7 separate regions of the Mus musculus genome follow, and regions 1, 3, 4, 5, 6 and 7 are each linked to region 2. Evidence: chromatin contacts called from public HiChIP or PLAC-seq and promoter capture Hi-C data. All regions are on one chromosome and are shown on one strand. The core of a region is the stretch at or near the end of the contact, and the rest is flanking DNA. Distances in the headings are between cores, read along the strand shown. Region 1 holds the start of Mybl2 (myeloblastosis oncogene-like 2). Region 2 holds the start of Zhx3 (zinc fingers and homeoboxes 3). Region 3 overlaps Ppp1r16b (protein phosphatase 1, regulatory subunit 16B). Region 4 holds the start of Actr5 (ARP5 actin-related protein 5). Region 5 holds the start of Oser1 (oxidative stress responsive serine rich 1). Region 6 overlaps Ppp1r16b (protein phosphatase 1, regulatory subunit 16B). Region 7 holds the start of Ralgapb (Ral GTPase activating protein, beta subunit (non-catalytic)).

The links. Promoter capture Hi-C pulls out the DNA fragments that hold promoters and counts their contacts. HiChIP or PLAC-seq counts read pairs in DNA pulled down with a chosen protein or histone mark.
Region 1: an H3K27ac HiChIP or PLAC-seq map of large pre-B cells shows a contact between it and region 2, with 3 times the contacts expected there. The contact joins the promoter of Mybl2 here to the promoter of Zhx3 in region 2. A contact is called at or near these places in 4 of 39 promoter capture datasets (the 3T3-L1 cell line, the C10 cell line, the HPC-7 cell line and 1 more) and 1 of 115 datasets of contacts at active chromatin or transcription factors (large pre-B cells).
Region 3: a promoter capture Hi-C map of hippocampal neurons shows a contact between it and region 2, with 7 times the contacts expected there. The contact joins the enhancer-like site here to the promoter of Zhx3 in region 2. A contact is called at or near these places in 11 of 39 promoter capture datasets (the 3T3-L1 cell line, the C10 cell line, the HPC-7 cell line and 8 more), 2 of 115 datasets of contacts at active chromatin or transcription factors (astrocytes and extraembryonic endoderm stem cells) and 1 of 9 other capture datasets (liver).
Region 4: a promoter capture Hi-C map of pre-B cells shows a contact between it and region 2, with 7 times the contacts expected there. The contact joins the promoter of Actr5 here to the promoter of Zhx3 in region 2. A contact is called at or near these places in 11 of 39 promoter capture datasets (the 3T3-L1 cell line, 3T3-L1-derived adipocytes, cranial neural crest and 7 more), 2 of 115 datasets of contacts at active chromatin or transcription factors (astrocytes and pro-B cells) and 3 of 9 other capture datasets (adipose tissue, liver and macrophages).
Region 5: an H3K27ac HiChIP or PLAC-seq map of bone marrow-derived dendritic cells shows a contact between it and region 2, with 8 times the contacts expected there. The contact joins the promoter of Oser1 here to the promoter of Zhx3 in region 2. A contact is called at or near these places in 5 of 39 promoter capture datasets (the 3T3-L1 cell line, cranial neural crest, hippocampal neurons and 2 more) and 1 of 115 datasets of contacts at active chromatin or transcription factors (bone marrow-derived dendritic cells).
Region 6: a promoter capture Hi-C map of pre-B cells shows a contact between it and region 2. The contact joins the enhancer-like site here to the promoter of Zhx3 in region 2. A contact is called at or near these places in 6 of 39 promoter capture datasets (cranial neural crest, embryonic stem cells, frontonasal cranial neural crest and 3 more) and 2 of 115 datasets of contacts at active chromatin or transcription factors (astrocytes and large pre-B cells).
Region 7: an H3K4me3 HiChIP or PLAC-seq map of embryonic forebrain shows a contact between it and region 2, with 7 times the contacts expected there. The contact joins the promoter of Ralgapb here to the promoter of Zhx3 in region 2. A contact is called at or near these places in 4 of 39 promoter capture datasets (cranial neural crest, hippocampal neurons, liver and 1 more), 1 of 115 datasets of contacts at active chromatin or transcription factors (embryonic forebrain) and 2 of 9 other capture datasets (adipose tissue and liver).

What each region holds. Positions count from the first base shown.
Region 1 is chr2:163,052,526-163,056,117 of GRCm38.p6, forward strand. It overlaps Mybl2 (myeloblastosis oncogene-like 2), which reads left to right and starts at 2,110. Exons shown (of 14, transcript NM_008652.2): 1 at 2,110-2,323. The coding sequence starts at 2,304.
Region 2 is chr2:160,871,145-160,874,755 of GRCm38.p6, forward strand. Zhx3 (zinc fingers and homeoboxes 3) reads right to left here and starts at 1,846. Exons shown (of 4, transcript NM_177263.3): 1 at 1,647-1,846. Gm35129 (a long non-coding RNA gene) reads left to right here and starts at 1,854. Exons shown (of 3, transcript XR_866921.2): 1 at 1,854-3,611.
Region 3 is chr2:158,686,558-158,690,430 of GRCm38.p6, forward strand. All of the region lies in intron 1 of Ppp1r16b (protein phosphatase 1, regulatory subunit 16B), which reads left to right. Among named protein-coding and RNA genes, the nearest start is that of Ppp1r16b, 21 kb to the left of the region's middle. Within about 2 kb of position 1,399, at least 58 of the 459 cell types and tissues checked have an H3K27ac peak or open chromatin away from gene starts, as enhancers often do. A contact at or near this core is called in hippocampal neurons and liver, where this site is marked.
Region 4 is chr2:158,623,250-158,626,811 of GRCm38.p6, forward strand. It overlaps Actr5 (ARP5 actin-related protein 5), which reads left to right and starts at 1,664. Exons shown (of 9, transcript NM_175419.4): 1 at 1,664-2,267; 2 at 3,078-3,307. The coding sequence starts at 1,893.
Region 5 is chr2:163,417,126-163,420,744 of GRCm38.p6, forward strand. It overlaps Oser1 (oxidative stress responsive serine rich 1), which reads right to left and starts at 2,345. Exons shown (of 4, transcript NM_025699.2): 1 at 2,287-2,345. 2900093K20Rik (RIKEN cDNA 2900093K20 gene) reads left to right here and starts at 2,646. Exons shown (of 1, transcript NR_151490.1): 1 at 2,646-3,236.
Region 6 is chr2:158,717,025-158,720,617 of GRCm38.p6, forward strand. The region is part of intron 2 of Ppp1r16b (protein phosphatase 1, regulatory subunit 16B); the gene reads left to right. Among named protein-coding and RNA genes, the nearest start is that of Fam83d, 49 kb to the right of the region's middle. Within about 2 kb of position 1,932, at least 71 of the 459 cell types and tissues checked have an H3K27ac peak or open chromatin away from gene starts, as enhancers often do. A contact at or near this core is called in pre-B cells, where this site is marked.
Region 7 is chr2:158,408,563-158,412,159 of GRCm38.p6, forward strand. Ralgapb (Ral GTPase activating protein, beta subunit (non-catalytic)) reads left to right here and starts at 1,291. Exons shown (of 30, transcript NM_001291138.1): 1 at 1,291-1,541.

The DNA.
Region 1 (3,592 bases), core at 860-3,359, 2.2 Mb after region 2:
TGCTCACAAGGAGATTGGTAATCTGAGGGAGTGTGTGTGCAGCCTGCGGAGCAGCTTCTTGGACTTCAGAGGGCAAGTGTGAAGACAGGTAAAGGCAGAATATAATCATAGGACCAGCAGAAAGGCTACAGGGGTTGAGTAAGGCATGTAGGGTGGCCTAGGTCTACCCTCAGCAACAAAAGCCACCTAACAGTGATATAATACTTATATGTGCCTTATACATATTCATGTACTTGTATTGCTTAGAGTTAAAGGTTTGTACACAGTACCCCAAAATAAAGTGTAGGAGAAAATAATCTCCCACTTCTCCAACATGCTTTGACCTGGTTATTCTGCAGGGACTATAGACAAGGAAATAACTTTGCAAGGCAGTCCTTTTGTAAAAGAAATTTACATTTGTAAAGGAAATCTGCGTTAGCCTGCATTCTGTACTAGGAACCGGCTGATGCCTATATCTTTCTTTTAACTGGGAGACTTTTATCTGCATGACAAGACCACCTGTTTGCCACATAATTCCTTTCCTTATCCCTAGTTAGCTTGTGTCACCACCATTCCTACAGAAGTCCTTGGACCTCATTCCTTTTTGTACCCCAGGAAGCTTCAAACGTCTGAGCCTTTGTATGATGTCATTATTTTACAGGACTCCAATGGATATGCAAGTAATTAAACCTGAGTTTCCTCCCGTTAATCTATTTCCTATCCATTTAATTTGCAAACAAGCCAAAGATGCTAGGAGGAAAGCCATTTGCCCTTTCCTTACCCCTTTCCTTACTATAAACTCTAGAACTACAGTTTGGGGAAGTCAGTGCCTCAGTTTCTCCATCTGCTATCGGGTAATACAAGCATATAACTCATTGGGTTGTTATGAAGATCAAAGGTTTCTATGAACTGTTTTTGTAGGTGAGGAAGCAGGCATGGAGAAGTTTGATAATTTGAGATAATGGAACTAGGGAAAGGTAGGCTGGGAATCACCCCCGAGGAGATCTCACTGTAAAGCACACTAGCCGTGAAGAGCAGCGATCCACATGAACTCCTTTGAAGGGAGAGGGGTGGGGGGAAGCCTTGAATTAAGCCAGGTGAAAACTTGTAGCTTTCAAGTCTTCATCCTTCTGTAGTAAATGAAGTTTTCGGAGTTGTACTGTCTAAAAGGGGCCAGCAGTTTTTGGAAAGAGATCTGAGGCCTGAGCCTAAAGGGCATTTGGCTGGGGTTCTTCCAGGCTCCTATCCTTTCAGGGAGTCCCAGTAAGATGACACTCAGTTTTTAGGTAGTAAATGACAACCTGAAAGAGACAACCCTTGCCATCAGAAATTGAACGTAAGCCAACAAGCCTTCCCCCTGGGCTTAATACATTTCCTAGGAAAGGCTGCTGGGATCCCAGAATGCTCACAGTTCAGCAGAGGAAATGCGCACAAATGCAAGCAGATGGGCAGGAGACCCCAGTCGGGGAAGATGTGGGGAGTTCCTGGTCCAAATACGGCCCAAGCAAAAGCTGCAAGACTTAATTTCGCCTCTCTGTGTCTTGGCGTGGTGATCTGGAAGGCCGTTACTAAATGGAGTTACAAAGATTTAACCCGGACAGAAGAGAGGTTTAAGTTTGGTGAGAGAAATGTTGGGATTTTGAGCTGGGTCTCTCTGAGGCAGCTGAAGAAGCAAGAGGCTTGCAAAGGAAAAGATACAAACCCAGTCAAAGGGAGCATGGGGGCTCTAGGGATAGTGGCTTGGACCGTCCCAAGCAGTGACAATTTGGGCGGGAAGTTTCTCCTATTCAGTTCTTCCAGTCTTTGCTATGTGTGTGGCTCGGGGTCTATCTAAGATTCACACAGAGCCAGGCCTCGCGCCTCATTGAATCCCTAAGGTAGGTGTATCTGGACACAGTAGATTGCCAACTAACAGAGCATCTGCCCGCTTGCACATTCGGTTTCTGCCCTCCGGTAAACCACTCCCCTCTTCCCCATGCTTGGGCTCCGCCCCTACAGTAGGCCCCTCCTAGGGTTCTGGCGCGCGGGCTCCGCCCCTCGTGTCTTGTACGCTTCGCCCCTTCCGTATGCTCCGCCCCTGCGCTCGCGCGCCAGGGCCGGGCGGCGCCGACGCACTTGGCGGGAGATAGGAAAGTGGTTCTGTGCGCTCCCTAGGCAGCTGCAGTTCCTGGGAACGTGCGACCAGACCTGCAGACACGCTGACGCCTGAGAGCACCGCCTGGGGCCCGGAGCGGCTCGAGCAGCCTGAGTCCTGACCCCGGCCCGGCTCCCGCTCCGGGCTCGGCCGGCGGGCGTAAGGGTGCGGCGGGGTCCGGGCCGGGGGGATGTCTCGGCGGACGCGCTGGTGAGAGGCTGCGGGCGCGCTGGGGTCCTCTCCCTTCTCCTTGGGTCGGCAAGCGTGAGATGGGGATCCCCGGGAGAAATGCACCCTGCGCCGCCCGATGCAGGGGCGCGCGCCACGTTAAGAGGCTATCGGGACCCCCTCGCTCGGTTCCTGGGCCTCCTGGGCCCGGGAGTCTGAAAGCGCGGGTTCCCCCTCTAGACCGGGTCCCAGCCCTGGGTGAGGTCCATCATCTCCCGCCTAATTGCAGGGTGGGGAAGGAAGGCTGTCGCTCGCGGTGTCAGCTGGAGGCCCATTACTGGGTAGGGAGAATGTCTCCCCTTGTCGCAGCGAGTGGAAGGCAGAAGCCTGGGAGACACTTGTCGATCAAGAGTGGCTCGAATTTGCTGGCGTTCCTTTCTTGTTAGCATTCCGGGAAGCACAAAGCCCCTGGGCCCTCCGCGGGATGCGAGACGGGGAATTCGTTGTCTCATGGGGTTTCGGCGGCCGGTTCGGTTTGGTTTCAGAAGCCTTCTTCCTGTCCCACGCTAGTTTTGGGCAGTTGGGGATGAGTAAAGACTATTGGTGTGCAACGAGACTGCTCTGCTAGCAGCCTCTGAGCCAAAGGCAGGAACTGGGTTTCCCTCTTAGTTCCCTAGAGGTTAGGTGGCTGGGTCAAGTCTGGACTTTTGGGACACCTGTGTATCTGGGGCCTAATCGCGGGGCTTTCCAGCCTTTCTAAGGCGTGGGATAATTGGGTTCTGCTGTGTTCCTTCTGGGTCTTTCCAATTCAGAACGCCTTTCCACCGTCTTCAGATGGCCGAACCTGGCCTAGGATGAAGATAAGGCACAGAGATGCCTGCTTGCTTACTTGCAGAGTTCTTCGTGGCTGGGTTGGGTATTGGTTTGGTCTGTGGGTGCTGATCAGGGTGGCTTCCCATGCCCCGGTGTCTAGGACAGTTCAGTGCCCAGGAAGGGCATCTGGAAGTACTAATCCCAGAGCCCCGGGCTTATCTGAGGGTCTCTTTTGTGAAGTGTGGACTCTGTGCCCCTGCATCCTCACGAGCCTTTCTCTGCCACATGGTGTGACTCCCTGTACCCCAGTGGCCCACTTCCCTCTTGGCCTCTGACTCACCTTTCCCTGGAGCATAGCCCAGAACGTACAAGGGCAAGAGAAAGGGTATGTGTATATACAAAAGTGTGACTTTTCTTTAAACAGCACACTGGCCTCTGCTTTTCATGCTACGGTTCCTAGGGAGGTTAGGGTGTAAAAATGTGGAGCTTGGTGTGACA
Region 2 (3,611 bases), core at 596-3,095:
AAACTAGTTTACTAGTGTTTGTAAATTATGAGGATTTTTTCCCTTACGCGTTTGTTACTCAAATTTTCTGCCTTAAAAATAAATCAGAGACAGAAAAACAGAGATGCTCACCCATACACAAGTGCTCACACATGCTCATTCTCTCTCTCTCTCTCTCTCTCTCTCACACACACACACACACACACACCACACCACACCACACCCCGTACATCCCAATTTTGGACACAACTAGTCTGAAATCTCACTTCAACTGAGGGAAAAAACCATCATAGGGAACTTTTTCTTTTCCAAAAAAATTACCACACTTCCCACGCAATGTTTGCCTGTCATGAACCACTGCACAAATCAAGCATGGCCCAATGTATCAAGGTCACAAAACCAACTTGGTTAATATGTTTATCATTACACAGCAGCCCTGTCCCTTAAAGCTGCTTTGATACCATCTCTCCAAGGCACACACATACAAAGGCCCTTTTGCTCATTTCCTAAGTCTCTTTGATACATTCTTTGCTGTTTCTGGATTTTTCCACTGTATGTCTCTTAGAAGCAAATTAAGCCCGAAATCAGTTGTTCCAGCTAATGAAGTGTGCTTTTGGATCTTTTCTCCTCGGTTGAGAATTATCCGGCAAGCTACCAATTATTTTAGAACACATTTCTGTTAGTTTTGAAATATTGTGATGCTACGTTACCACAAACAAAAAAATAAATCAAGATAGCAACATACGAGACCATGTGTGTTTGTGTGTGTGTGTGTGTGTATGTATGTGTATATATATATATATATATATATATATATATATATATATATATATATATATGAAAAGTGCCGTACTCTTTTTTTTCATTAAAAAAATGTGTAGATGCCTCATGAATAAACATTTTAGGCTATCTAGATAAATATATGTGTTGGCATGACATCCAGAAAGGCAGAAAAGAGCATGCCTTCCCTTCTCTAACACCCCCACCCCCACCCGCGTCACATAACAGTTTCTCACAGGACACACTACCCTGGCAATCACTGTTCACAAATGCAAGCCACACAACTCAGAATGCCTCAAGCTCTCAGGTACTTTGCACCCTAAGCCCCACACCCCACCCACTCCCCAATCACTTCCAACAGGTTTCTCTGAATGAAAACCCCAAACTGGAGAGGCTTCCCAGGTCCCAAACTCTGCTCACACGCCCATCTGGATATCCCAGAACCCGGGTGTTTCCGCGTGGGCAAGGAGGATTCCACTGTACCCCGGAGTGGTTCGAGTCCCGACGCTCATTTCACCAGACGCACCGGTGCCAGCCGCTCGCCAGCCGCCCGCGGGATGCGGACACACGCACCCACGGCCAGGCCCCCCACCTCCGGCCCGCTTCGGCTCCTTCTGCAACTCTGTCCCGCGCGACCACCCAGACCCTGGACTCCCGGGCGTGGAGCCCACGGCGAGCGAGCGCGGCGCTGACAGATGGGGAAGGCGGGACATCGGGGGGAAGGGGCGGGGCCGCTCGGAGCGGGGGTGCTGGCGGCTGACAGGGCCGGGCGGGAGCCGGGCCTGGCGGGAAGGCGCTCGCAGACACACAGGGGCTGACAGGCGGGGAGACACACAGACGCCCGGGACTGACAGCTCTGGGGACGTTGGGCCTCGGCGGGCGCTCACCTGGCGGCGGCGGCGGCGGCACCCGTGGCCCCCGCTGCTCTCCCCACGCCGCGAGCCTCCCTCCTTCCTTGGTGGGCGGCCGGCCGGCACAGGCCCCGCGGAGGCGGCGGCGGCGGCGGTGGCGACGCCAGATCCACGGACTGCTTCTGGGGCGAAGACGAGCAGCACCAACTGACTCCCGGCCGCTCGGCCGAGCTCGGTGGCACTCGGAGGCGTTCGGCTCCGGTCGGCCCTCCTCGACTCGGCTGGGGGCGTGGCTCGACCCCACCCCCCACCCCCCGCCCGGGTCGCCTCAGGCGCTAGGAGGCGGGGCTTTGGGAACGGGCGCAAGCCCCTTGACGTCGCGGGGAGCGGACCTTACCCAGAGCGCATGCGCAGCTCGGCTGCGGGCCAGCGTTCTCTGTGTTGGGGGCCACGGGGGCAGGGGAGGCGGACAACTGAGCGGATGCTGAGGCCCTAAGCGGTTCCCGGCCTTTGTGCTCCGTATCCTGGTCTTTCTTGAGGGCCACCTAAGGAAGGCCACACGAGGTTAAACTTTCAAAAGGATGTAGTCTGGGCAAGGGTCCCAGACCCATGCGCCCTCTCTCCAGTGCAGTGTTTCCAAATTAGCCACATTTGGGAGTTGCTTTAACGCCACTAAGGGTTCACGGCAGGTTCTAGTATCTTGTTTACTCAGAGAAATAGCGGCCGAAACGAAGGCATGATCTCCGATTCTTTAACACTGTCTTAGGATAGTGGCGCTTTCAAACACCTGCTCCCTTCATGTACATTTTCACAGCTGCTGTTGGCCTGGAATTAAAAATCTTGGTTCCTGTTCCAGGCACCTTTTCACAACAGAACCTAAATCTGTGGCAAATATGTTTAGAAAGTGGTCCCCTACTGCTTCGGATCCAGATTGACAAATAGAGCTCTGAAGACTGAGCGGGTCCCAACCCCAAATTAGCTTATATCGAATATCAACTGGCCACAATTGCTCATCCACAAAAGGCAACAAAATGTTAGGATTATATAGAATGAGTGAGAAGATTAAATGGCAGTCTATATAAAGCTTCTTGCACGTTATCTTGGTGTTTAGCAAATGAGGCTGACTTTATTGCTGTGTATAAGATGGTCTACACCCATAATCTCACTGAAAGAGGCTGAAGCAGGAGGATTGCAAGTTTGGGATCAGCCTAGGCTACAAAGCAAGTTCCAAACCAGTCTGGACTACATAGTAAGAACCTGTCTCAAAGAGCAAAACAAAAAAAGCTGAATTTATCACAGTTAGTAAATGTATGTTTTAAGTGTGAGCAATGTGTCAAACTTAACATGTCCAGCATCAAACACTAGAACTTGTACCTTAACACACTGCATATGGTTATTACACAATCTTCCTCATTACATACAGTTCATGTCAAGCCCAGTTTTGTTTTGTTTTGTTTTGTTTTGTTTTGTTTTTAATGATCAGGCCAAAGGTCTCAGCCACCCTTCACTCCTCTCTTCCAATCATAGCCATCTTAATCCATTAGCCAGCCTGCCAGCCCCACCTTTAGACATCTGCATGCTGGGAATACTGCAATAGCATCTTCCCTACCTGCTCTCCTTCATTCCAGCCTGTAGTCAACACAGCAGTCACTGGGATCTTGTTAAAGCCTAAGCCAAAATAATGTTCCTGGGGGCTGGGGGGGAGGAGAGGAAGGAAGGGAAAACGATTAGAATGTAAAATAAATCATTTTTTTATAAAAAAAAACCCAATGGTTTCTATCTTGGGCACATTATTTTTTTAAAAAACAGCCTTTATTCCAGGGACCCCTAGATCACGTGCAATCTGTACCTTTTTTCTAACTAAGCGCATTTCCTTCTTCCTCTTGCCTCAGCCAGCCACACCAGCCTCCTTCCTGCCCCTGGAACATGAATGACTCTTGCACTTAGGATATGTTCTCCTGAGCATCGGGAAGATGTGTCTCACTTCACATTTCTATTCAA
Region 3 (3,873 bases), core at 149-2,648, 2.2 Mb before region 2:
AGGAAAGCTTGGTCAAGAATGTCAGATGGCAGGGAGGGGTGCAGAGGGGACGAGTTCTTCACACTCCCAACAGCTGTCCCTTGTTTAATGACCTATGATCTAGGAGGGTATTCTGTGGCCGCAGGTGGCCTGCTTTGAAAATGATCCTCTGGCTTTGGAGGAAGTTTTTTTTTTTTTTTTTTTTTTCTGTTTCTGCACAGGGGATGGGGGTGGGGGTTCCACACCCCCAATCTTGGAGGAACTGTGTTCGTAATATGACTCCCATTTCCCTCTACCTAGCTGTTATATAAGCTTCTTTGGGAAACCGGTGACTGTGATTGATGGGACCACATGGGACGTTTACAGATATTATATCTGCATGTCCCTGTCCTTTGTGTGTGTCCCCTGGGCCCCTCCCCACACTGGCATTCTTACCTACAAGTAGTCTGGCTTCTCTGGGTTCACGTGTCTAACAGGAGGCTCAGTGTGGATGACTGATGTGTTCATGGGCTTCCTGTGTCCACTGAACCATCGACCCCTTTGAAATCCATCTCTTGGAAGCCTAAGGAGGCCATCTCACCTTTACATGAAGCGCCAACCCCAAACATCAACCCATCATCTGCTTGGAATGGACCTGACAGGTTGTGTTGTCAGATGCGGGCTCCAGACATGCTCAGCAAAATCCTTATTCTGTTGGATGCTTTCCCAGCCCAGTCAGGATTGGGGCTCCTGGGAAACTGTCTACCACACCGCTGGCCCTTGTCTCTTTGCAGCCTGATGGGTGGTTATTGAGTATAGGGGAGAGGGACCCCAACATTGTTCTAGGGCTGGCCTCTGATTTTGCATTAGAAGTTTTTTTCCCTCAGGCCTGGCTGACAGCATCCCTATATTACCTGCCCACAAGTCTGATTCTACCTGAGGCTGAAGCAACCAGTGTCCTCAACTAGTCCAAGGAAATGTCATTGGTGCCCCAGAGCTGACCATGATTCATCTCCAGAGAGAGCCCGGGCCATGGGTTATCTGGTCACTCTTTATTCCGATGAATTATGAATTCTGCCTCTCTTCTTTATAAATGTGAAACCCTGTAAATGAGCTTCAGGGTCACCATTAAGAGATCTGAATGAAGTGACATGTCTGGGAGAAGTAGAGTTGAGGAGCAGTTCCTTGGGGACCCTGGTCCTCCATCAGGTTTAGAACCAGGAGGCCTGGGTATGGTGACTGTGCCCAGAGTCTAAAGGGGTCATTCTTGCAGGAGTAGGACAGTCAGTGCACCGAGTCCCCTGACGGTGGGGCCGGAGGGACAGAGGAGATTGCTAATTCGGATATCTGGAGCAAGTCTCCTTGCTCATGCGTGGAGCATCTCGAGCTCTCGAGGGTGATGTTATGCAGCTGTACTGTGGGAGGGCGGGGGTGTGCATCCCTTTAGTGAAGAAGCAAGCCCTGAGTGAGAGCTGGAAGGGAGGAGGCACCGCCCGCCCCGCCGCCGCTGCCCACCCGGGCTGTTTGTTTTGTTTTCTTTTTCCCCTCATGCTCAGTGGCACAGGAAACACGAGGAGAAAAGCACTCGTGGCCCTTCCTCCCGCAGCGCCTGCCAAGACCGCCGAGAAGAATAGCCGAGGAACTGGGAGAAAAAGCCGAACATTTTAACAGTGTGAACTTTGAAACGCTCTCTCTCTGACTCATGTTCGACAGTCTCTTCAATTCGAATTCACCTTCCCTCGTGTTGTTTTTCTCAAACTGGTAGGCTTGATTCCAAAGATGTGTCAATCAGCTGCTCCCTCCTGTGTGTGTGTGTGTGTGGTGTGTGTGTGTGTGTGTGTGTGTGTGTGTGCGCGCCTGTGTGCGTGTGCATGTGTGTGTCCTTTCTCCCAAGTCAACACACATGAATGCTGTTGGAACCCAGCCTTGACCTTCTTCCCTTCCTCAAGGCTGGCCTTCCACTTAGACCTGTTGAGTCTGTAATGGCCTTTGTAGGGGAAAGTCCGCATATTGATAATAGTCTTCTGCAAGAGGCCACAACCCTTCCTGGGGTCCCTAGACCTGCATCTTTAAAAGCATCCTTGCCGCACTTTAAGATATTCTGGGTAATAAGGAACTGGGTTATATAATATATGAGGTGTGTTGGTTTGGCTAGCTGGAGTCCAGCGTCTCATTGTTCAAAGGACCCCTTATTCATCTCCTTTACCACCAAGCACTGGCTGCATGTAGAGACTGCCTTCAGAGCACCTTGGCTTCAGTCTCCTGGCTCCTCAGACAGAGGGAAGAGAAAGCTTCTGGTTGGGCCAACTTAAGGCCTAGGCCTGCCCTAGAACCAATCCCTGTCTGGGCTCAGGCCCTTACCAAGACCTCTGACCAATCAGGGCTCAGGATAATGAAGGAGTTCTAAGACCTCCCATTACTGTGCTCTTCTCAGGAGTACGCTCAGTAGCAGGAGCAACCCCACCAACAGCCTTTCATCTGTTGTGCCTCCTGCTATCCCATGGCTCCGCTTCCACTGAGCACTCTTCCCCTTAAGGGCCAATCTCACGGTGCCCAGATGCGCACCCTGGTCCCTTCTCCTCAAGGCAGCAAGGATGAGTGTGTGCATAGAGAAGAACCAAGTTAAGACTCTGCCAGCCTGGGGGATGGGGGGTAAGGTGACGACACCTTGGTGGCCTGTTCCCGCTTCTCCCAGGGCCCAATGCCTTGGCCTTAAACTTCCTGTTGGTCACAATTGAGCTATTTTGGTATGTGGCCCAGATGTTGGGGAAAGTCAGTACCCCACCCTACTTCCCCTGGACTCAGTTTTCTCACACTTGCACACACTTCCTGATGACCTCATTGCCTGCGCAGACCCCCATATCATACCCCCAGCCCAGTCCCTTTATGAGCTGAGGTCTCACAGGCCTGTGTGATGGTTCATTGATACTTTCACCATGCACCAAGCTTAAAATATTGCCATTCCACTGATTTACCTCGAAGCCTGGCCTCCTTAAAATACTGAGATTGTTGTTCTCCCAGGGCCAGATAGATAACCTTGCTCTGTTTCCACTGTCCAAGTATGGACTGGGATGCAAGAGTCTCTTGAAGCCACCTCCAAGCTCAATGGAGTCCTGAATTCCTGGGATCTCCCAGCACCCAGGCCAGAGTCCTTCAGGGGGTGGGGGTGGGGGGCTGGGAGGCCGCAGGGAGTGCGGCTGCCTGGCTGCTGTTGGCCTGCACCAGGCAATTCTTTAATTAGCGTGAGCAGGGTTTTCTCGAATGGGGGCGGAGGAGGTGTGTGGGTCTATTGGGGGAAACTAGGTCACCTGAAAACTAGCAGTCAGGAGGGAACTGTCCTGGGGCCCTGCTGCAAGGGAACCCAAGGGGTAAGGTGGGAGGGGCAAAGTCACAGAAAATATGCCCTGGCCCCTTTTACTGCTCTTGGGAGATGCTGTCCCTAGCTTTCTCTAGGGGGCTGGTCGACTGTCCTTAAATTCTTCGCCCAGAGCAAAGAGGGCAATACAGTAAACAAGTTCTGACTGTCTGGAGCTTGTAGAGAGAGCATCATGGTAGGAGTCAGGCCCCTGCCTCCGCTGCTGCTCATTCTGTACTCCCTTGCCCGTTTGCCATACATCAGTGAGACAGGGACCATGTCTGCCTTTCACCAGCTATTTTCCTCATCCCTTAGCACAGTCCTGGTGTGTGGCAAATGCTTGAAAGGTATTGGCTGGGTTCGTATGGGTGCTTCTAGGATCGAGGCTGCAACTCAGCGGCAGAGAGCATATGGAAGGCCTTGGGTTCCCCCCCCCCCCCCCACCACTAAAACTAAACCACAGAACACGCCCCCCAAACCCATGTGAGTTGTTCTCCTCTAAGACGGTTGTCATGAGAACCAGTTGTCGTTGTGAGGCGGCTTCCCCAAATGTCAGTGAC
Region 4 (3,562 bases), core at 414-2,913, 2.2 Mb before region 2:
TCACTGTGTAGCCCAGGCTGGCCATGAACTGTAAGATCTAGAGTCTAGATCTTTTTGTTCCCGCATTCCAGGTGCTGGGATGGCAGGCCCGTGCCACCGTAGTGGGCTGCCACTTTTTTTTCTTCCTTCCTTCCTTTCTTTCTTCCTTTCTTCCTTTCTTTCCTTCCTTCCTTCCTTCCTTCCTTCCTTCCTTCCTTCCTTCCTTCCTTCCTTCCTTCCTTCCTTCTTTCTTTCTTTCTTTGTTTTTTTGTTTTTCGAGACAGGGTTTCTCTGTATAACCCTGGCTGTCCTGAACTCACTTTGTAGACCAGGCTGGCCTCGAACTCAGAAATCTGCCTGCCTCTGCCTCCTGAGGGCTGGGATTAAAGGCGTGCGCCACCAAGGCCGGCTTTTTTTTTTTTTTTTTTGCCACTTTTCTTAAAACGTCATGTAAATAAACCAGCCTTCAAAGTGCAGGGCTAAAGCTTAAAAGAAGAAAGAAAATACAGCAATCAAGAAAACAGAAAACTTGAGTTGTCGTGGCGTGCTTGGGGAAAGAGGAAAGAGAAAAAAAAAACAATGCTGGAGTGGTGATCAGGGTGTCTAAGCCCCAAACAACAGCTGCAAGCTGGGTGGTGGGTGGGAGAGGGGAGGATGGTCAGCAGGCTTTCAGGGCAATCTTATCGGGTGGAGCCGTCCTGGTAGGAATTCAGTCAAATGTTCAATCAGGCAATGGATAAAATGAAGACACTTAATCCAGTCTCAAAAAAATTATCTCCCACTTGATCCAGTCTCAAAAAAATTATCTCCCATATCCTCTTCTGTATTCCAGAAGCTTTTATAGAATGCACTCCAAAACAAGGGGTAAACTGGTGTGTCTGTGTGTGTATCTGTGTGTGTGTGTGTGTGTGTGTGTGTGTGTGTGTGTGTGAGATGTCAATAACCCTAATACATAAAAGGCTGGAACAGGAGGATGGCTGAGAGTTGAAGGCCAGCATGAGATACAACGACATGATTAAAAACAAAAACAAAGACAAAACCAAAAACAAAGCAGGGCAGTGGTGGCACACGCCTTTAATCCCAGCACTTGGGAGGCAGAGGCAGGCGGATTTCTGAGTTCGAGGCCAGCCTGGTCTACAGAGTAAGTTCAAGATAACCAGAACTACACAGAGAAACCCTGTCTCAAAAAAGCAAACCAAACAAAACAAAACAAAAAGTGAAATATTCAATCTTAAGTAGACAGCTTGATGAATTTTTACAAACTCACTAAATATTCATTTTAGCTGCCACTCCCAGAAACTGAAGTTAGTAGTACCTCAGAGTTTGGAGTTTGACTGGGCCCTTGAGGGCCCTGAGTTCCATCCCTGGAACCTATTGGGTGAAGAGAACAGGCATCTTGGCACGCTCCCACACCCATCACGCAATAAATAAACAAATGAACAGAAAAAGAAGTCAAAGGGGAAGGAGATTAGCTTAACACGGTCACAAAACTAAGGGCTAGATCTGCAAGGCTATGCAGACAGAGACCAAGGGAGAGTAAGGGGACAGGGAGGGGCGGAGTCCAGCCCAGTGTGGGTGGAGCCTTTGGTCCCTTAGTTAGAGCAAGGGGCGTGGCTACGCCTCCATGTTCGGAGCTGGGGGCGGGGCTCGTGGACAGCCAGTTAGCGCGAAGAGGCGTGGCCACAAGGAGGCTGTTGCGGACAAGCTGGAGCTACGGTTGGACTTGAGGCCTGGATCAGCGGGGAATAGAAACCCACAGAAAGTTCTGGAGCGCCAGGCGGGAATCAGGTGCTGAAACCAGCGAGTCCTCCCGTAAGGAGGAGGCTTCCGGACGCTTCGGGGCCCAGAGACTCAGACGCGGCCCGGGGTTTCGTGACGCACTCGGCTTCGGGGCGGGACCGGCGCTGGCCAAGATGGAGGCCAACGTGTTCCGCTTCCGAGATGCCCGCTCTGCTCCGGATCCCGTGCTCGAAGCCGGGCCGGTGGCCTTCGGGTCGCAGCCGGTGCCTCTGGTGCTGGACAACGGGTCGTTCCAGGCTCGGGCCGGGTGGGCGTGCCCCGGGCCGGACCCCGGTCCCGAGCCTCGCCTGCAGTTCCGCGCCGTGTGTGCGCGCGGCCGCGGCGGGGCGCGCGGCGGGCCGGGGCCGCAGGTGGGCAACGCGCTGGGAAGCCTGGAGCCTCTGCGCTGGATGCTGCGCTCGCCCTTCGATCGCAACGTCCCGGTCAACCTGGAACTGCAGGAACTGCTGCTGGACTACAGCTTCCAGCACCTCGGCGTCTCCTCGCAGGTGAGGGCCTGCCGGGCAGGGCGCGCTCGGCTTCAGCCGTCATGCCAGGCAGTAGGGTATTGAACACAAGTTCGTCAGCCTTGTGCTAGGAGCTAAGGGTACACCACGAAGTCTTTATCTTCCAGAGGATGGGCTGTCTCAGGCACAAGGGTCCAGTTTGCAATAGTCCAAGTGAGATGAGTTTTACCAGCACCAGTCCGATCCTGGAAGTATTTTGAAGATAAAACCAACGGGGTTTATCAGTTAACAGTTTAGCCAAAGCTTGACTTAATAAACTTAAAATGAACCGGGCATGGGTTCACGGCCCTTTAATCCGGGCACTCGGTAGGCAGAAGCAGGCAGATGTTTGTGAGTTCAAGGCCAGCCAGGGCTACACAGAGAAACCTTATCTTAAAAAAACAAAAAACCAACAGACAGACAGACCTACGAAAAGCTTAAATTGATCATGTTATTTTGGCTTCCCAAAATAATCTCCAATAGAGATGAAATGTATTCTTTAAAATGGCCCGTGAGCACCTTTTAAAAGATGTATTATTTCAAAGTTATATGTGTGAGAATGTGTACAAGAGTGTAGGTGCCTTAGGCAGGTGATCTTCTGTGACTGGAGTCAGAGATTAGGTGCTGGGAAACAGAGTTGGGTTCTAATGTGTTCTCTCTAGTCCTCGTGTCTGGCCTTGAGTGTCTCCCTCCACGACCTCGTGTTTTAAATTAGAGTTCAAAAGTAAATTCTGTCCTGCGTAAGGATTTGGGGTTATTTTTGCATTTCATGCATGCTTCCGTTTGTCTCTTTGTGCTTGTCTTTCAAAGTAGGGCTGCGTTGATCATCCCATAGTTCTGACAGAGGCTGTGTGTAACCCCCTCTACTCCCGTCAAATGATGTCGGAGCTCCTTTTCGAATGCTACAGGATCCCGAAGGTTGCCTATGGGATAGACAGCCTCTTCAGCTTCTACCACAACGTGCCCAAGAATGCCCTTTCCAGCGGCCTCATCATTTCATCCGGCTACCAGTGCACACACATCTTACCGGTCTTGGAAGGGAGGTGAGCTGTGCCGTGGCATTGTGTGGGAGAAGCATCGTTTTAGGGCTGCCTGGAATCATGGGACGTAAAAGGTGCCTGTTGGAAAGTCTGGGAAGTGCTAGGTGGTTTAACTGAGCTGGGCTCAGACCTACATCAGTGAGTGCCTTCAGAAGTTACTCTACCTGCCCTTTGGGACCTCCTGGAGGGACTTCAAGTTGGTCTTATGTCTGATTGACAGTTATACAGTGTTACAATTCTGATTTATGGGGGAACAGT
Region 5 (3,619 bases), core at 1,095-3,594, 2.5 Mb after region 2:
GTTTTCTGTGTTATTATGAGACCTCTAATATTCCAAAGGTCAAGATGTCACAATGTTTGACATTTGTGTGTATGTTCACCGGCAAAAGAACTTAGCCAGCAAGGCGTGGTGGCGCACGGCTATAATCGCAGCACTTGGGAGGCAGAGGCAGGCGGATTTCTGAGTTCAGGCCAACCTGGTCTACAGAGTGAGTTCCAGGACAGCCAGGGCTACACAGAGAAACCCTGTCTTGAAGAGAAAAAAAAAAAAAAAAAAAGAATTTAGCTAGGTTTCACTTCAATATCAGAAGACAACAAGCCCACGTGGTTTATTTAACCAGGTCAAACACAAGGAAACCTCATCCACATGACTAAGTTTCACTCATCTAATTCTTCACAGGAGTAGGAGTCCTCCAAACACACAATATTCTATATACTAAGCAGAGGTTAAGTTCTGGTGTGTCTGGAGCTCCCACATCTCCAAAGATCTATCACAGGCTGTAAACAATTTCTTTTTGCTACCACAACTCCATGAAAGCTGAATTTGTAAGGACTGAAAAGATGGCTCAAAGAGTAAGGGTGAATGGCTACTAAGCCTGAGCACCTGAGCTTGTTTCCTAGAACTTGAGTAACAGGAGGAAACAACTTCCCAAGTTGCACTCTGCCCTTCATATAAAACACTCTCATACACATAATACAAGTAAAAAAAATTAATAGTGAGGTTTATAGTAGTTCTCTCAATCTGACTTGTGTGGCAATCAGTCAACATTTAAGTACACTCCAAGCCACATGGACACTGGTAAACATCACAGGCAGAGATCCACTCCTTTCACAAGTACTTCTAGGATTCCTAGTTCTACCTTGGATGCCACAACAGAGGCTGAACTGAATACAGGGGTCCCAGGAACCCCATTTCAGTAGGGAGGGCATCTCACTCCTACCCTCCAGGACTCACACTTGGCTAGGAAGCCTCCCAGCTAAGCCTCACAACTTCTAATTACACAGTGCTGACTTAATAGTATGGCAGGTGACCACCCTAGATGTTAATACAAACTTAGCATTCTTGTTGAGACACTCCCAGATATATCATTAAAAACCCCAACAGCCCAAAATAAAAATCTGGCTGCAAACCAAAAACTCTGAGAATAAAGTATCGCCTAACTTGTTTTCAAACGTCCACCACTGTGACTGCTCATGTTTTTCTTCAATTACTTTAAGCCAGAGCAAGAGTATCCTAGGCTTAACCTAGGGGGCTAGATCAGAGCATGCTTGCAATTACAAATGGGTTGTTATGCTCCTCCCAGTTCCTAGCTTTCCATTATGGAAGCATCAACCCAACAGCTTTATACAACAGGTGAGTGGATTGCCTATCTTCATTTACATTACATTGTGGGAAATTCTCCTATTACCCCTTCACTGCTCTTACTTCCAAAGAATGCCCAAAGACCTCAGACTTGCAAAAGGCCCATAAGAAGTTACTTTTCGTGGTTTTAAGTCAAATCACATCCCAGTTTCTTTCCACCAATACCGTGTGCAGTGTCTTGCTTACACCTCTGAAGCTTTAAACTAAGCTCTCCTTAAGTTTCCGGTCGAACTTCTCATTTTCAGCAGCACGAAAATGAGATCTGCACGCGTCCTCACAAAGTTAAAGCGGAGAAATCTCCCCAAACCTCTCAAAGTTACAGAGTCCCGAAAAGGAAAAACAACAACAACAAACTAACCAACCCTATCCAGAACGGCCCGGATAGAATCAATCTGTCCCTAGGACGAGAACACATCCACACCTCTCTGGGCACACCCACTCAACCCCTCAAAATCACAGGACTACAGGCAAAGCGACACGTTCGTTCCTTTCTGCCTATCACGGTTAAGCGGAGTCGGCTGGGAAAAGGTCAGAACCCGGGGACACCCAAGCGGGGAGCTGTCTCGGCTTTTACCCTGTCCGCCCCGGCCAACCACGGACTCCGAGAGGAGGCAGGAGTGAAGCTGCGGCGCAGAAGCCGCAGGACGCAAGCGGAGAGGAGTGCGACTCGCAGGGCGGGAAAAGGCGGGAAGGGGCAAAGGGCGGCAAGGAGAGCGAAAGGGGAAGCTGTGGCCGGCGCGGCCCGGACACCGCGGGAACGCAGGAAGGCGGGAAGCGAAGGCCGCGCAACTTGGCACTCCAGGCCGCGGCAGCCGAGGGCCGGGCCGGGCAGTCGGCGCAGGGAAACGCCGCGACCAGACGGGAGGGCCGGACTCCGCCTCCCGCGGGTGGGAGGCCTGGCGGACACGACGTCCCCGGCCCTCCTCGTCCCGTCCGGCCACTCACCTCCTCGCAGCTGGGGCGCTCCCGGGAATCCGGCCCCGTCGGCTCCGAGCGTCTCTCCGCGTCCGCCGCGTCTGTCTGACCCGGATCCAAACCCCACCGATAGGGTGGCCCGCGCCTCTAGAGTTGTACTGCGCCTGCGCAACCTCGGCTCGCGCCCTGCCCACCGTTCACGCTCCTCCCACCTCGGTGACTCGGCAGCTCGGCCCGCCGCAACTACGCAGGCGTACGGCGGTAGCCCGGCCTCTCGAAGCCCCAGCTCCAACCCCTCTCCGAAGCACGTGCGTCTTAAGTCATTTCCTGTTATTCTTTTCGCTCCCTCCGCCCCCTGGCTTGGGTTCGCTCCCGGCAGGCTTTTGGGCGTGCCTACTTCCTCTTCGCTGTCACGTGAGGCGGCGGCTTGCCTTGCAGCTATCGAGCCGCTGCCGCTCCCCTGGCATAGCCTGCTTCCTTCTTGTCCTCTTGAAGTCCCCAAGCCAACGGGATTCGGTGGGCTGCGGGAGTATTTGCGCCAGCTGATGCCTCCGGGAATGCTTGGCGGAGTTTCTTACATGCAACCAAGGGCGCTTGCACTCGGTCCACAACCCTCGCCGTGGGTCGTCTCTTTGGGTCCGCAGAGAAGCCAAGAAGGTATTAATTGGACGAGGCCCAGGCGGTGGATGCTGCCCGGAATTGGAATGGAAATTATTTAGGTTTTGTGGTTTTTGCTTTAAAAAAAAAAAAAAAAGCAGGATCTCATTTGTTAGACCAGCCTGAAAATCGCGTTGATTCCCCTGCCTCGGGCTCCCGTGCCTTCATTTTGAAGTATCTCTTGATAATTGAACGTCTGGAAATTAAACGGTTTCAGCGAAGGCATTTTGCTTTTGTTTTTCCAAGGATGGTTTGGGAGCATCAAGTGGGAAATACAGGGTAATGCACGTACATATTAAATTCTGCAAGAAGGTATTAAGCAATTTACCAGTCTCTGGCTTTTTTTGTTTTTTGTTGTTTGGTTTTTTCGAGACAAGGTTTCTCTGTGTAGCCCTGGCTGTCCTTGAACTCACTCTGTAGACCAGGCTGGCCTCGAACCGCCTGCCTCTGCCTCCCAAGTGCTGGGATTAAAGGCGTGCACCACCACTGCCCGGCTAGTCTCTGGTTTTTAGTGATCTGACAAGTTACCCATATGGCAAGGGTGAGCTATGAAAGACCTCCCCCTACCGCCATTGTCAGGGCCTGTTCTATTTTAAACGTTTCCCCATCGCCTGCCACTCTGGAGTTCCACTTCAGACCCTTGTGTGGAAAGACGATTTTCCTCAATAGAGTTGGTTCTGGCACCTAAACCTTAGAGTGGGTTTTC
Region 6 (3,593 bases), core at 682-3,181, 2.2 Mb before region 2:
AAACAAATGCATACAGAACCAGCTGTCGTACTGCCAACTATCTCCATAACTTATGTCCATATATAAACTTACCTGCATTTTTATGATAACTCTGATCCAAATGCTTGTCAGCAGATGAATGGATACATTAAATGTGGTATATCCATACAATGGAATATTATTCTACCATGTAAAGAATAAAGTATAGACACATGCCACAGTAGGTTTGAGCTGGACTTCATGACAAAAGTCAGACAGGAAAGGTCACATGTTATATGATTATATTTGAATTTGCATATTTCAAAAGTGTGCAAATCAGGAAATAGGATGCATTTAATCCCAGCACTCACAAGGCAGAGAGGTAGGCGAATCTCTGTGAGTTCGAGACCAGCCTGGTCTACAGAGTTTCAGGACAGCCAGAGCTATACATAGAATAACAAACAAACAAACAAACAAACAAACAAAATAAGTTAGCAGTAACCTAGGGAGAGGGAGGAAATGAAAAGTGACTGGTTATACAGCTTGCTGTAAGCAAGCACAGAGAGAGAAAGAACTATATCCTACGATGCTTTGCAGGCAGTGAGTCACCCACTGCCACAGCTAGAAGTCAGACTATGGGCATGGCCAAAGGGACAAGGCCTCCTCAACCCAGAGAAACTATTAGTGCCCCTCCTCTTGGGATCTTCGCCTAGTTGGCCTAGGATGGGGAGGGTGAACCAGCAGGAAGTTAGGCTTGGAGCTGTAGACCAGAAGTGGGCGTGTCCTGATGACACCTCTGACCCAGTTTGAGGGCTACAGAAATTGATTTGCAGAAAGATGGTTTCCACTTAATTAGTGTGGCCTGCTTCTGGCTGGGAATGCACCGTTAAATGGGCTGGGTCACCCTGCAATCATGCCAGTGGCCCCAGCTCCTGTCTCCAGGGACATGTCTGCCTCTTGGGCCCTGTCCTCTTTGTGGGGCCACTATTTGGAATGGCTTGAGTTTCCATGTGGAGCCGGAAGCCAGCTTTATCCTCTTCTCTACCCAGGAAACCTAGGGTGGAGCAAGGCAAGCATGAGATGACCCTGGGCTGTGAAGGACCCACTTGGAGGCTCCACCTCCATGTGCATGGCTTCAGCACAGAGCCTGGCACTGACCAAGCCCACACCCTTATGTGTCACCTTCATTTCTAATGCAGCATCTCAGCTGTGGCTATAAGTTAGTGGCAGTCCCCAGACCACAAGTGACAGAGCAGGGTTCCTGGCTCCTGGCACAATCTTCACTTGCCTGTCTTGTGAGGGTATCAAGTCTTGCCTGGTTTTTCAGAACCCTGTAAAGTTTGATTCTTGCTCCTGGTTTTAGGGGGAAGCTTATTATAGTCTGTGGCTCCCTGTGGGTCACAGGGGCATCCTTTTAATAGAGTGTGCATGTGTGGGCCCTGCGACTTGCCTGCTTGCCGTATGACTCTCAGCAAGGGATTTGATCTCTCTGAGCCTTTTCACGTTGGTTGTAGAACTGGGGTCCCGGGAGCACGTTCCTGAACATTCTTGGGAAGAGTGAATGGGGTGCCACAGAAAGTGAGCAACCAAGGTGTCTTGTCCACAGCAGGTGGTTTGCTGTTGTAGGTCCACCAGCCTTTTCTCACCATGGAAGGGGAGGGTAGTATGAGGGGCAACCTGGGCCCAACGTACATCTACTTTTTGGTTTTGTTTTTTTGAGACAGGGTTTCACTCTTTATAACTTGCTAGATTGGAACTCTGTGTAGACCAGGCTTGCCTGGAACTCGTAAAGATCCACTTGCCTCTGCCTCCTGATTGCTGGGATAAAAATGTGTGCACCTCTACTCTTGGCTCTGCACTTTTTTTTCTTTTTTTTTCTTTTTTTTAGAAACGTCTATTCAGTTCAAAGTGATGTTTTTAAAGGGCACTACACTATACTTAGCTTCTTTGACTTCTGCAGCCATTATGTGGATATGCAGCGGATGACGCTGATGTAGGGTGTGGCCCCAGGGGATGGCCTGGTTAAAGATCTACCCCTGTACTGAAGACCAGCTTCCTGTGGGGTCCAGCCAAGAATCACCAAGGTACATGGTTCAGACCCTGGGCTCTGGAGCGAGACCATTTGGGCTCCAACCCCAGCTCCATTCAGTAACCTCAGAAAGACCACTCTGTGCCTCAGTTTCTCCATTGCTTGAGTGAGGCCCTGTTCTCGAGTAATTTTTGGCACAGAGACGGTTCCCTCTGGGTTATGTCAGCATCTGTCGTCAGTTGGCATTTCCCTCCAAAATTGGGCCTGTGTCTGCCACACTGTGTGTCAGTCTTACGCAGGCTGTGGTCGCTGTGGGACTCGGGTTGTCTTTGTCTTTGGTGGCTGTGCAGGGCTGAGGTTAGGTACACAGGTGTCTGCCTGGGCCCGTGGTTTTCATCTGTGGTGGTGGCTTTCCCCTTTAACCTTCTGGGGAACATCACACCATTTGCTCTTACTCGTGAAGCTTTGTTTACCCCACATCCTCACCAGCACTTGTGATTCATATTCTCTCTCTGTCTCTGTCTGTCTGTCTGTCTGTCTGTCTGTCTGTCTCTGCCTTTGGCTCTCCCTCTCCTTCTCTCTGTCTCTCCCTCTCCCTCTCTTCCTCTCTCTGTCTTTCTCCAGTTGTATGTAGCCCAGGCTGGCCTCAAACCTTCTACATAGCTAATGACCTTGAATCCCCAATCCTCCTGCCTCTACCTCCCCAGTGCTGGGATATGCTTGAGCTATAATGCTTGACTCGTTGCCCTGAAGCCATTAATAGAACTATCCTGTGGGTGTGTACTCAAGTCACTTTCGTTTCTTCTAGATGCTTGTGCAAGGGATACTGTACAGTATGGCCCCCAGGGCTCCTTTTGAGGGAGGTACTGGATTAAGGGTTTCAAAAAACCCATCTCGTGGCCTGTGGAAGAGATGGTCCTTATGCAAGGGGGCAGCGCTCTTGTGCCCACCCTCACTCCCTATCCCCCTACTCCCGTATACCCCTGCTTGTAGCTGAGCGTATTCGTCTTCCTTCACAGACACCTGTGAGCCTTGTGTCAGGATGCCTGAGGTTCCTTAGTGAGCAACAGCCGACAGCCGGGACCCCTGCCCAGTGGGGCTGATGACCCTTAGGAGAGCTGATAGCCTGAGACTAACTGGAAGGTGACTGGGCATGGGGGTGGGCTCAGTGGCCAAGCACCTGCCCAGCATTCAGGAGGCTCTGAGTTTGATTCCCAACCTGACAATAATAATAATAATAATAATAATAATAATAATAATAATAATAATAATAATGATGATGATGATGACTAAATGGCAAAGGTCTCTTAGGGCAGATCTCTCTGAGGAAGTGACTTAAGTGACATGAATCCCTGCAGGGTCTAGACATAGAGGTAAATGGCACAAGTAGGGATCTGGGGCAGAGATCCCTGGTGATTGCGTGCCAGCCTGAGAGGTATGACTCCAGTGGGCAGGGAGCTGTCAGGGGAGGCCAGGCTGTATGGATGCCCGACCAACTTCCTTGTTGCCTTTCCAGCTGTGGTGGAGAGCCAGGCCAGCACAGGGCAGCTTCTCCCAGGGTCTAGCTCCATCTCATCTCATCCCAGGGCTGGGACTGGGGAGTGGG
Region 7 (3,597 bases), core at 41-2,540, 2.5 Mb before region 2:
AGAGTCCATGCAGTTTCCTTGGTGTGTCCTAAAGAGGCAGGTTTCTTTGCCTTGTTTTACATTTATAGTAGAGTCTTCTGCAAGATCTCAGAATGACTGCCACATCTCCTGGCATTGTATTATACCATGGTTCCAATCATGAAGTTGGGGAAAGTTGAAGGACACAAAATTTCTCAGGACTTCCTTTATATCCTAAGTCTCCCTTGGAACTTTGGTTTATGCTTTATGGACTAGAACTTTGTTTCACTGGTATGCTGTCAAGCAGGGGAGGGGGCTTTGCTTTTTGGCCTCTGTAGTGTAGAAGTGGGAAGGAGAGAGGGGCTTGGAATAGTGACCATGTGATAAAGCACTTATCAAAAACTGTCTAATTGAACTTTACTGCTTCATCCACACACTGTCCTGGCACATTGTTACCCACCCCTTCCCCTCTTCCTGTAGGTGAGGTTGTGGTCTTAAAGAATCCTTGTTTTATCTCTTCTACGAGGGCACTAGTTTCTTCTTCACTCCTACTTGGTTCATGGTCTCTTCTGAGGATGACAGTCACCGTTTTCTCTGCTTTCCATACAAATGTGTTTTTTGCACAGCCTAACACCCTGATCCCTCCACCTCTGAGTTCCAAGGTCAGTCACAAGGCCAGGCTCTCTATGAAGCTGTCTCCATCCCTCTTTCCTCTCAGCCTGACACGTGGGGAGTACGTCTAAAATGTTGTTACTTTCCTCGTGGAAGTTGAAACGAAATTCTTGACAGTGGTACTGTTTGCAAAACGTCCGGTGCATGGCAGGTGCTCGAACTTGTATCTCTTGTTAGTAATAGCTTATCTCCCCGATCAGATACAACTCGTTGGTGACAGGTTCTGAATCATCCTTTTAAAGCACGTCAGGCCTGGCGAGGACATTGCCCATAATAATGCTGCGCCCATGTAATAAGGGGCTGGGCAAAGGAAGAGCTACAATGCTGAGATGTGAGACATTCCTTTAGCCTGAATGGTAGCCAACTTTTCATAGAGAAGCCCCTTACTCTTCTGCACTAAGAACATGTAGAAGCCAGATTGCTTCTGGAGCTGGCACCGCGATGACGTAAGTGTCCGTCACTTTACTCCTCCCACTCCACCGAAGCCCGAAAGGGGGCGGTGTGGGCAATCGCGCTTCGCGCGGCCCTCTGGGACGGCTGCGCACGCGCAGCTTCCGGCTCCAGGCTCGGAGACTTATTTGACGCTGCCCACTCGGTCCCTTCAGAAGTCGCGGGTCAGCAGCGCCGCGCAGGCGCAGTAGTCCCTTCGGCTGGGGAATTATTTGACGCCACCGCCCCTGGCAGTCGGAAGTTGCTTGAACGGAGCCCAGCCGGCCGGCCAAGCGACCGGTGTTCGTCGTCCCCTGGGCGCCCTGGGAGAGTCACTGACGGGTGGACGGACTGACTGCCGGTGGAGGGCCGGCCGGGGCAGTGGCAGCGCGGGCCGGATGGCGCGGGTCGCGTGAGGCGGCAGGCCGAGTGCGGCCCGCGGTGCGCCCGCCCAGCGATGCGGGCCCCGCCCGTCGCCTCAGGTACGCGGCGGCCGGCGCGGTGCGGCCGGACCCTCCCCTCTCGCCGTGCTTTTTTTTTTTTTTTTCCCTCTCCTCAGCAGCTACTGAGGCAGGGGCTCTTTGAACCTCCGCTGCTCCCGGGGCCGAGCGTCGGCGGGCGCATTCCTGGGTTCTGAAGTGGCCGCACCGGGCGCGGGAGCACAGTCCTGGCCCGCGGATTCTGCCGGGTGTGAGCGAACCCGGGAGGGTCGGACTGGCGGAGCGCCCCCCTGGCAGCCTGGGGACAGGGGCGGGTCTGGAGTGGCAGCGGCAACTCCGGGGAGGATGCGGTCCACCGAGGGGCAGGTGGAGTTGCTGCCGTCCGGTGAGGATGCTACTGCCCAGGGCACGGTGACGCTTGCGAGGAGAGTAAACAGCCACCCTCCGCAAATGCTTGCTTTCCGCCAGGCCCAGGCCAGATAGGGAATTTGAGCACCCTGCACGGCAGGACTGTTACCCCATTCTACGGACCAGGCAACCGAGGCCCAGAGCGATCGGGCGCCTTTGGTGCCCAAGGTCATAGAGCTGGGTAATTTGAACTCAAGCAGCCTTGACAGTCCGATCCAGGTTCTTAACCAATTAGGTCATTGGATGTCCAACTTTGATGCACGGTAAAAATCACTTGGGGAGTTTTGAAAAGATTCCTGGTGCCATAGCACCTCAAACTAATTAAACCACCATGTCTAGAGGGTAGGGGGAGACAAATACTAGTATCTTTCTAGTATTTGTCTTTCCGGAGATCCCCTAGTGGTTCTGGGCTATAGTGAGGTTTGACAAGTGTGAAAGCATGTAATCTCAGAGGTCTGACAGTGCCTCTCCAGTTTATGTGTGCAGGAGGATGCTTGTTAAGATCGTGGATTCCACTGGCAGAAATTCATATTGTCACTCCCTTCCCCCCAGCGCGCCCTTGTTCTATTGCTGGAACTCTCCATTTCTCTGCCTCAGCCTCCTGAGTGCTAGGATGGTAGCTGTTCACTAAGAGAGAACTTTTCCTTAGATCCACAGACTACCACCCCTTTGGTAGGTAGGCCTCCTTGAGGGTGAGACCCAATTATGGATTCTTAGCAGAGCTTTTAAAAAAAATGTATACATTCCTTGCAAAAACTGTTGGTTTACAATTTCCCATAATATACGGCACTCATGGTTATGGTTTCTCTAGCCTCTGGACTTTTGCATACACTGTTCTTTCTACAAGACAGGCCTCCGTGTTTTCTCAGCACCCTACCCGAACACATACACCTTCTCATATGCATCAATTCTGTCTATTGCCCAGCTCTCAACAGTCCCTTCAAGATCCTCTGCCTCCCCTGAGCCCTGCCCATCTTGGCATTATTGTAGAGTAGCTGACCACATGTTTTTCTGTGTTGTACTCCTAAGCTCTTCTGTAAGGTTTTGATGGCAGGGACCATGCTTTTCTTGGTGTCTGTCTGTCTGTCTGTCTGTCTCTCCCTCTTGGAGTACTTTGACATCGAGGCCGACAAACATTTTTTGAATATAGTGTTTAGTCCCTTTATGTCATAGACCTCATGCCGCAGAGGCATCTGTTTTCTTTTTTTATAAAAGATATTTGCTGTTCTTAACATTAGGGTTTTTTTTTCCTTTTTCCTTAGGAATACTCTAGTTAAGTTTATTCATTTATTCAGCAGATGAATAAAATGTTGAATTCTTATCCATGACAAGGCACGATGTAAGACCATGTTCCAGCAACATTGGTTGGTTTAGCTGCGTGAGGTGGCACACGCCTTTAATCCCTGCACTCAGGAGGAAGAAGCAGGTGTATCTCTTTAAGGCCAGCCTGCTCTGCACAGTGAGTTAGTGACAGGATAGCCAGGGCTCCATACAGAGGCCTGCCTCAAACCTCCACCCAACCAATCAACACACAAAAACAAACAAAACAAGAACATTGGTGAATTTTATTGTTAACTTCCATGTAGACAGTCTATTCTATAGTGAGAGACTTTTTATTGCCATTGGGGTTTTGCATGTGGCCTTTCCTCATTGTCTAAAAGAAGTGTTGTCTAGATGCTATTGCCTTGTA